Linked DNA regions of Gossypium hirsutum: region 1 is linked to region 2. Evidence: chromatin contacts called from public Hi-C data. All regions are on one chromosome and are shown on one strand. The core of a region is the stretch at or near the end of the contact, and the rest is flanking DNA. Distances in the headings are between cores, read along the strand shown. Region 1 holds the start of LOC107913611 (cation/calcium exchanger 1). Region 2 holds the start of LOC107913616 (beta-glucuronosyltransferase GlcAT14B).

Region 1 (4,800 bases), core at 1,365-3,864, 170 kb before region 2:
AATAAGATAACGAAACTAATAAATTAAAATTTATTATTAATTTTAATTTAGATTGATATTATGTGATCTCTGTTTTTTAAAATATTTATTAATTTAATTTTAAATAAAAAATAAAATTTCAAACTTAGTGGTGAATTATCTACTAAGTTATTATAACTTAAACCTTATATGTTTAATGATAGTTGTTAACAAAAGATGATTATACAATTAACCCTTTCTATAATATTTTCGTTTGTTTGTCAAAATTTAGATAATGATAGTTGTTAATAAAAGATGATTATACAATTAACCCTTTCTATAATATTTTCGTTTGTTTGTCAAAATTTAAATGTTATAGAGAAGTGACTATTATACATTTATAAAAACATTTAACTTTTCTATAACAATATTTAATATTATTTGGTTTTTTTAATTTTAAAATAAAAATTATAATACATTAATAATATTGATTAGTGAAATTTAGATAATATTTAAAAAAAACTACAAATGTAATTTCATTTATTAAGGATTGTTTTCATTTAATTAAATGTGATTAATATATTTTATATGTAAAAGTTAAAAAATTATTGAAATAATATCTTAATTAAACTTTATTATTTTTATTGCACTCGGGAATAAAATTAACTTCACTAAAATTTGAAACAAGTGGTTGTTATAAAGAATTAATTTAATAAAAGGTGTATTTTATAGTTTATGGTTGTTGTTGTTAGAGATGAAAAGTTATTATAGAGGATAAAAATAAAATATAAAAAATCAATTCTACAACAATAAACTTGGTTGTTATAGTGAAATATTGTTATAGAGAAAAAAAATTTATTTATATCCATGGCTTATGTAAAAATTTAAAATTATATAAATCTTCTATTATGCATCCATTTACTATAATTTCATCCATAAATTGGTAAATATTCAAAACTTTCTGGAGACAAATTTCATTTAAAAATTTCAATTTAAAAGTTTGAAATTTAATGATTTAATTGTAAGTTAACCTAATATGTTTTAATTAAGATAATGAAATTTACTTTTATATGTTTTGTTCATTTGATTTAAAAAAAATAAAAGTCACAAACTTAAATAAAAAGGTTTAATTAACTTTAAATTAAAATAAATTAGTGAAATTAATATTTAAAACTTATTATCAATTTTAATGTAAATCAATATTAAATATGGGAAATTTATTTTTAATAGTTTTAATCAAAATAATGAATTTACATTTTTAGATACGTTGATACAATGTACAACAAGAAAAGATGTAAAGAGTAGTATGTGGTGGTGTTAAGGAAACCGACTAAAGAGTCGAAAAGTAAAAAATGGACAAAATGACAAATTGGTTGTTGGAAGAGAGTGATTGCTCGAAGTATATTCAAGGCTTAAAAGGTCGATCATTTCTTCATCGTTGGGAAAGTATTTATAAGAGAAATCCTTTTATCTTGTAGTGTAATTGGCAGGATGTTACATCGGATGTACTGACATAGTGTACGTGCGAACATAGTGGTTCTAGACAGCACGAGGTTGTTATTGTTCTCTAACAGGGCCCATTTGTTGTTAGATGTGTGTTCACACTTAGAAGCATTCATACCTAAAAAGCAAGTGTCTAATGAGGTAGTTTGTTAGGCGGGTGGACTTGTCATCTTGTCCACCTTCGAGGAGGAACGAGCGGTCCAAGTTCTTAACTAAGAACATGGGGAGGGTTAGGTGGAAAGAGCAAGTGGTATGACTTGGGAAAATGTTTGGGTGAGGGGGACCCAATGATGTAGTGGTGAATCAGACCCTTACTAGCCCTAAAATGAAAAATTTTATATTTAGGCCCTTTATAGTTTATAAAATTTTAAATTAGTAATGGTAAAATTACACTTTGTCCCCCAAAATGATAAAAAATGATTTAATCCTTTTAAAATTATAAAAATATAGACTATTAAAATAGTAAAATTACATTTTTACTATCTTAAAAATATACAATTTAATTCTGGTCCCACAATTTTTTTGACTTCACCCCCACAATGATGAGTAGGGAGGCTGGTTTCGATGATTCATTATGATGATATGTGTTCGAGGTTTAAAGGTATATCAAGATAATAAAAGTGTTAACTTTAAAAGGTAATTAGGGATTCAGTTGCTCACCCTGATGTATTATAAATTATAGATCATATATACAATATTTTATTTTTACATGTTAAATAGAATAGAAAAAAGAAAGTGGGAAAAGAAAATGAAAATCTATGAAGCTCACTTGTGAAAGAGACCCGGGAATAAAATTTCAAGTACTACCCAAGCTTCTGTTCCATTAGCCCATGTTAATTGCTAATATCGTTCCAGCAGATGTGTTCTCTTTTTACAAATTTCATGAATCCCATGAAAATCCCATATTTGTTAAACCAAATACTTGTAGCACACGCAAGGGTTGGTATACCAATTCGGATGAATCAACGCAATCAAAACTTCCAAGTCTTTGTATTAAGTTTTCATGGATTCAAATGTTGTAATTTTAAGATATTTAATTGGTTTATTCACTTTTTTTACTTCCTTTTGAAGCTTTGGCATTAGGAAATTTCCTTGCCATCGTACATATTACATTAGAGGTACAAGCCATAAAATGGTTCCAACTTCGTAATCAATAAGCAAGCCATTAAAGGTTTGCCTTTCCAGAATATATATTAAAACAAACATACAGAAATCCACCGAGACTTCACTAGTTTTATTTACATGTTCTCTTGATGGACCTGAAACAATGAACAGAAAAAATAGACATATCTTCTCCCACTTTCTCATCTTTCAAACATTACTTGAATGGTGTAGATTTGGACGGTTTAAAACACTTATGTAAAAAGCCCAAGCTAAAATCCAGATTTATGTGTGTTTTGGATTTTGCTTTGCTGCTGGAAAATGATATGATTTAAGCCTTGACTGGTACATTTTAATATGCTATTTGTTGAGTAAATGCAACAGTTGTATTCATTATTCACTGTTAGTCTTATTACTTTGAACAAAACTTGCTTCTTGGATAATATCCCCCACCTCTCCATATAACACAGCTTGAAAGAAAACCCATCACTTACCCACCAAGAATGAACCTTCAGTAACCATGAACTCCACATCTCAACATCCACACCCTTAACATCATTTCTTGCAAAGCTTCTTGTTCTATCACCTGTGAATGGCAACTTCATTGTTTCTGGTTAAGAAGCTCCCTCTTTTACTTAATGTATCCTTTGTTTTCCTCCTCTTCTTCTTTATCATAACTTATGATTTTCTTGGTCAATCGAATAATGAGCAAATTCCCATCATTAATAGCCACTCTTTGATCCCCCATGGAAGCAACAATGATAGCTGCGCCAGTCTCCATGACTTCACTGATTATAAGCATAAGTGCTTGTATGTTAGGTCTGAAATCGGGTGCAGGCCTAAGGGATACATAAACTATCTCCAGATTTTTTATTGCACTTGTGGCAGATTTCCGATCCTTGGCCATCTTGTACTCTTTATTTGGCTTTTTGTTTTGTTCTACTTATTGGGTGATACTGCTGCAAAGTACTTTTGCACTTCCTTGGAGAGTTTGTCTAAAATCCTGAGGCTTTCCCCTGCCATTGCTGGAGTCACCCTCCTTTCACTTGGCAACGGTGCTTCTGATGTTTTTGCCAGTATTGTTTCCTTCACGAGATCTGGAAATGCAGGTGTTGGCCTAAATAGTGTCTTGGGTGGTGCCTTCTTTGTGTCTAGTGCTGTTGTTGGGGTTATTAGCATAACAATTAGCCATCATCGGATTCCGATCGATGAGCCGAGCTTCATTAGAGACATCCTCTTCTTCCTTTTAGCACTTTCTACCCTCGTGTTCATCATTTTTATTGGTGAAATCACTTTGTGGGGAGCTATTTCTTTCCTCTCCATCTACTTCCTGTATGTTTGTGCTGTTTCTGCATCACATTTCTTCAACAAAAAGAAGGAAAGGAACATGGAATCCGTACCAGTTTCTTCTGTTTCAAACAGCAATGATAATATTGGAGAGGTTGGTATACCGTTACTTGGTTATGCAAGTGATGAAAAATCTTTCATGGTGGATAAAGGAGCTCATGAAAACCAAGACGAAACCACAAAGTTTTTCAACTTTGATTCACCAAGTTTTTACTACTTCGGTAAGTTTCTGGATCTTTTGGAGTTACCTTTATACTTGCCAAGGAGATTGACCGTTCCAATTGTCGATGAGGAGAGATGGTCCAAGCCATATGCAGTCATTTCAGTGACATTAGCACCATTAATGTTGGCCGAACTATGCAATTCTCAAAGGGAAAAAACCATGGGTTCCAAAACCAGTTTGGTGACCTATATGATTGCAGGATTGGTTGGAATGGTGCTGGGGAACCTTGCCTTTGTGACCACCAAGAAGTCTAGCCCACCAAAGAGGTGCCAATTACCATGGCTTATTGGAGGATTTCTAATGAGTGTGACCTGGACGTATTTTACAGCTGAGGAACTAGTATCTTTATTGGTTTCTTTTGGGAATATCTTGGGGATAAGTCCTTCAGTTCTGGGGCTCACTGTCCTTGCTTGGGGAAATTCACTTGGAGACTTAATATCTAATTCAGCAATGGCAATTAATGGTGGGGCAGATGGAGTTCAAACTGCAATCTCTGGGTGCTATGCTGGGCCCATGTTTAACACATTGGTGGGTCTGGGGGTATCATTTGTTTGGTCATCATGGTCTCAATACCCTTCTTCATTTGAAATTCCTAGGGACCCTTCTCTTTATGAAACACTAGGATTTCTAATGGCAGGCTTGCTTTGGGCACTGGTAATTTTGCCAAG
Region 2 (4,899 bases), core at 1,262-3,761:
TTATTAAAACTTAGATGGGGAATACTTAGGAGTCCATCATTCTATCCTGTGAGGGTGCACATTAGAATCATTATTGCATGTTGTTTGCTCCATAATTTTATTCGAACCTATATGAGTATTTATCCTATTGAAGCAGAGTTGGGAGAAAGATTACCTAGTAATGTAATAGATGACGATGAACCGAATATCATAAATATTCATCCATCGGATGCATGGGCTACTTGGAGGATGGAACTAGCCAATCAAATGTTCGATGAATGGCAAGCATCTAGAAATTAGTTAGGTTTAGGGTAAAAATAGTAAATGTTAATTTGTTTATGTTATTTCATGTATCTAGTTTATGAAACTTTGGTAGTTTTTGAATTGTTTTTTGTACTGTACTAGGACTTGTTGAATTATAATTTATCTTCTTTTGATTCATCATGTGTTATAATTTTATAAAGTGTCAACCTTTTGATTCATAATATTGAACTTAATTTTAATTTGGATTTTTTCTTAAAATAGTTATGTTAGGTTTTTCACAATCAAGTGTTTCTTCCCAAAATTCTCGAGGAACCAAAAGGAAATGGATTCCAAAAGAAGATGTTGCGTTGGGTGCTTGTATGGTCGACTTGCACAATGTTAGAACCTTTAGTGTAGATACGGGATTCAAAGCCGATTATTTAAATGAGCTGGAAAAAATGTTAGAAAAAGTTTTACCCCATGCTATGTTGAAGGCTAAACCTAATCTTGAATCGAGGATTAAGACATTGAAAAGGGATTGGACAATCGTTTATGACATGTTTAGTGGAAAAAACAATAGCGGCTTTGGTTGGGACGAGCATAGGCAACTTGTTGTTACTGAAGATGCTGTGTGGAACTCATATATAAATGTAAGAATTATTTCAAGTATTTATTATCTTGTTTTGACCAAACCTATATCTAATATGGATTCCTCATTTTTTATAGAGTTATAAAGAAGCCGGTCAATTCAAACATCGTAATTTCCCTTATTATGACCAACTTACTACCATCTACGTAAAAGATCGAGCCACTGGGAAAGATGCTCAAATAGCCACTGATATTATTGAAGAAATAGATATTGATGATGTAGCTACTACAAATACTCATGAAAAAAGAAACAATTTCCATGGATGCGAAGTTGATGTTTCTTTGGATGACATGGATCTTTCAGCTACACAACTGCAACCACCTAGAAACCAAGGTGATTCCACATTTTTCAAAGAAGAAAAAAAAATTCTGATGCAAGTGATCATATTTCTTCTACTTCATTTACTAATACTGCAACTTTATTGGCGGAAAACATACGGACCGTTGGCCTTGAAATAAGTGGGAGTATTGCCTCCGAAGTTCTAATTCAGCAAAAGTCAGAAATGACCATTCAAGAAAGTGCTCTAAAATTATATCCAACCTCATGTGAAGTAGAAGGTTTAACTGAGGATGAGTGCTATCGTGCGTTGAGCAAAATTCTAGACCATCCAATGTAAATGCTCATTTTTTTTAGTTTACCTTCTTCGGTGCGATTGGAATGGATCAGAAGATTTCTTGCTGACCATTAAAAATCATGGTTGTGTTGATGATATTTTGGTAACTTTTTGTGTTTGTAATATTTGGGTGGTATAATAACATGATAGAGTGTCATTACGATGTTGTAACTTTTTTATGTTGTAAAATTTAGCATATGGATTATGACATATAAGCTAATGAAATCATGTAACTTTTTGTTAATATATGAATATTATGTTTGGATGTGAAATATAATTCTCAAGCTATTTATTACTTCTAATATTTTATTTTTTTATTGTAGAATAATTAAATTATTTGTTTCACTGATAATATTTTAGCACATTAAATATGTATTGTAGTTTAAAAATAATAAAGTAGGTTATATATTATTTTTATAATATTATATATTATGATTTTTTAATTCATATAATGATTATATTAAGAATGTTATTAAATTGTATTTAATAATAATTTTATTAAAATTTAATAACAATAATCATCTAACTAAAAAATTTTGTTAAGGGTACTTTGGTTATTTAAGTCTTTTTTCTAATATATTACAACATCTATTCTATTCAACCAAACACAAGAATACTATTAAAACTCTATTTCATTCCATTCAACTAAACAATAAAATTACTGATTATAGCTCTATTCTATTATAACTTTATTCTATTATAACTCTATCTAATTACAAGACTATTCTATTATGGTACTCAAACATACTAAGTGTTAAACTAAAGTGGAGATTAAAGAAATATGAAAGTAAAGAAGATAAAGCTTCCTCAAGAATATTTAGAATGCTTTTTAAGGTTTGGTTGTTTTTTTGTATTTCGTAAGGAGTAAGGATGTTGACTACTTATCATGGGGATTTCCCCCCAAATTCCACAAATATCCTATTCAAACGTAATTCTGCCCACGTGAAACCATAGGCAAAGTAGTAATTACATTACCTAATTAATAGTTTTGATTGCAGGGACAGGTGGAGGCCTTCACTTCAAAGTAAGCAACCCCTGCAATAATTTAATACACACTTCCACTTAACCTTTTTACATGGTTCTCCCCAATCTTTCACATATGCCATCCCTAACATTAATATAAACCATTTAAAACTACCCAGTTCTTTTTTGTTCTTCCCAACTGTCTCTCACTTTTTAGTTTCTAAACTAAGATGGGGATCAAAGTTTTCATGGTTTCCTTCATGTTTACCACTATTCTGTTGTCTGTTTTGTACCTCCCCACTAAACTAAGCATCCCCATTACAAGGTTCAATCCTATGGCAACCTTAAACATTGTACACCCATCCAACAGGACATACCCAGTTACGTTTGCCTACTTAATCTCAGCATCCAAAGGGGATATAATCAAGCTAAAACGTACCCTACATGCTCTGTATCACCCTGGAAATCAGTATCTGATCCATCTGGATTACGAGGCGCCTGCCTCGGAGCACAAGCAAATTGCAGAGTTTGTATCCAATCACCCAGTCTTTAGCTTGGTTGGTAATGTTTATATTGTTGGGAAACCCAACTTGGTTACTTATAGAGGTCCAACTATGCTTGCTACTACTCTTCATGCTATGTCAATGCTTTTGAGATGCTGCAAATGGGATTGGTTTATTAACCTCAGTGCTTCCGATTATCCTTTAGTAACTCAAGATGGTATGGTGAGTGGCCTTGTTTCTTTTCTTTTTTTTTTCTTTTTTTGTTTTCCATCTGTTTGTATAATTGCATTAATGGAGTTATGACTTCATTTATGTTGGTGGGTTTTTTCAGATCTGATTCATGCCTTTTCTGGTTTGCCAAAAGATCTCAATTTCATTCAACATAGCAGTCAGCTGGGCTGGAAACTGTAAGAAATTGTTGTTTCAATCTTGTTTTGCCCTTTTTTAAAAAAAAAATAAAACTTTAGATTTCAATATGAATCTTATGATAAAAATACTGCAGGAATAAGAGAGGGAAACCCATAATAATAGATCCGGGGCTTTACAGCAGGAACAAGTCAGAAATCTGGTGGGTTATCAAACAAAGGACACTACCAACGGCTTTCAAGCTTTATACAGGTTTTTCCCCCATACTCCTTGATTATTTCTCCATTTTGTCCTCCCCCTTCCGTAGTTTGCCTTTCAAATTCATCTAAAAGATAATTCACTAGATCTCTACCATAGTGTGAGGTCCTGAACAAAGTGAAGAGACATTACATTGAAAAGTACCATAGTTCACGCACACGGTTCATGCATCCGAATACATTAAAAGATTTTTGGGGTTTTGTAAAAGTGGGTCCCTGTGTTTTGGGCATATTTTGAATCGTTTTTTGTTTATTGCCTTTTGGTCTGTGATTGTTTTCAGATAACCCACTGCCGACAAAATGATCATTTACTTATTTGCTTAAAATATAAATCCTGAAAGCTCAAGGTCCTAGTTCCAAAACTCCTAAAATTATCTTTTTTCTTTTATGATGTGGGTACACTCCAGTTTTAAGGGTTTCCTTAACTTGGACTTGTTAATCTTTTTGTAGTTCAAGTATTTTGCTTCAAATATAGACGAAGGCCCTACCCCTAATTAGTTGGAATAAGTGAGGTCAACTTGTTACTTGGTTGAAAACTCCAATAATTCTGGATAAACAAATGAAAATCTGAACCTTTTTTATATGGGAATTCTCAAATTGCACATGTACCTGATTCATGCAATGACTCTTACAAAGTGATATTAAACATATTTGAGACTTGGATTCTAACATTTACAATCTCTCTCTTTTTGAGATTTGATGTTATAAGGGATTAAAGGGAAGTTTGCCTTTTAGTCTTAACATATTTTTCAATCAGTAGGACCAAAATTATATGTACATCCAGTCAGTCATTGCCTTTTATTTTCAATATAAATAAAAATCTTAATGATTTTTCTTAAAACCAAAAAATTATTAATGTTGTGAATATATAAATAAAGTTGATAAATTTATTGAAAATTATATGTTTAATATATAATTTGGTACTCGAGTTTGACATTTTTTTAATATAGTACCTATGTTATTTTTTTGTTCAATGTGGTACTTATATTTGACCAAAGTTATATATTTTGATAACCAAATATAGCAATGTTAACTTTTTTAGTGGTTAATTCAGGTTTTAGGGTTGATTTGTTGAAAGTTAATTGCTATATTAGTAAGTTTGAATTTGTCATGATTTTGATAATAGAATGAATTTGTTTAATTTTACATTTAATTTGTCTAATATAGTCCGATGAATGTGATTTAATTTGGGTTTTATGGTTGCTTTGATGTTAACTTTCATAAAATCAACTCTAAAAGAATTAAACACTAAAAAGTCAACATTGTTACCTTCAAATATCAAAATTAATAACTTTAGTCAAATATAGGTACCACATTGGGCAAAAA

The links. Hi-C and Micro-C count contacts between places; a contact is called where the count stands out from the background.
Region 1: a Hi-C map of leaf shows a contact between it and region 2, with 2.2 times the contacts expected there. The contact joins the promoter of LOC107913611 here to the promoter of LOC107913616 in region 2. A contact is called at or near these places in 7 of 34 Hi-C or Micro-C datasets (callus, hypocotyl, leaf and 1 more).

The regions. Positions count from the first base shown.
Region 1 is chrD11:51,054,057-51,058,856 of Gossypium_hirsutum_v2.1, reverse strand. It overlaps LOC107913611 (cation/calcium exchanger 1), which reads left to right and starts at 2,614. Exons shown (of 1, transcript XM_016842262.2): 1 at 2,614-4,800. The coding sequence starts at 3,155.
Region 2 is chrD11:50,887,400-50,892,298 of Gossypium_hirsutum_v2.1, reverse strand. LOC107913616 (beta-glucuronosyltransferase GlcAT14B) reads left to right here and starts at 2,511. Exons shown (of 4, transcript XM_016842265.2): 1 at 2,511-3,167; 2 at 3,282-3,357; 3 at 3,453-3,568. The coding sequence starts at 2,678.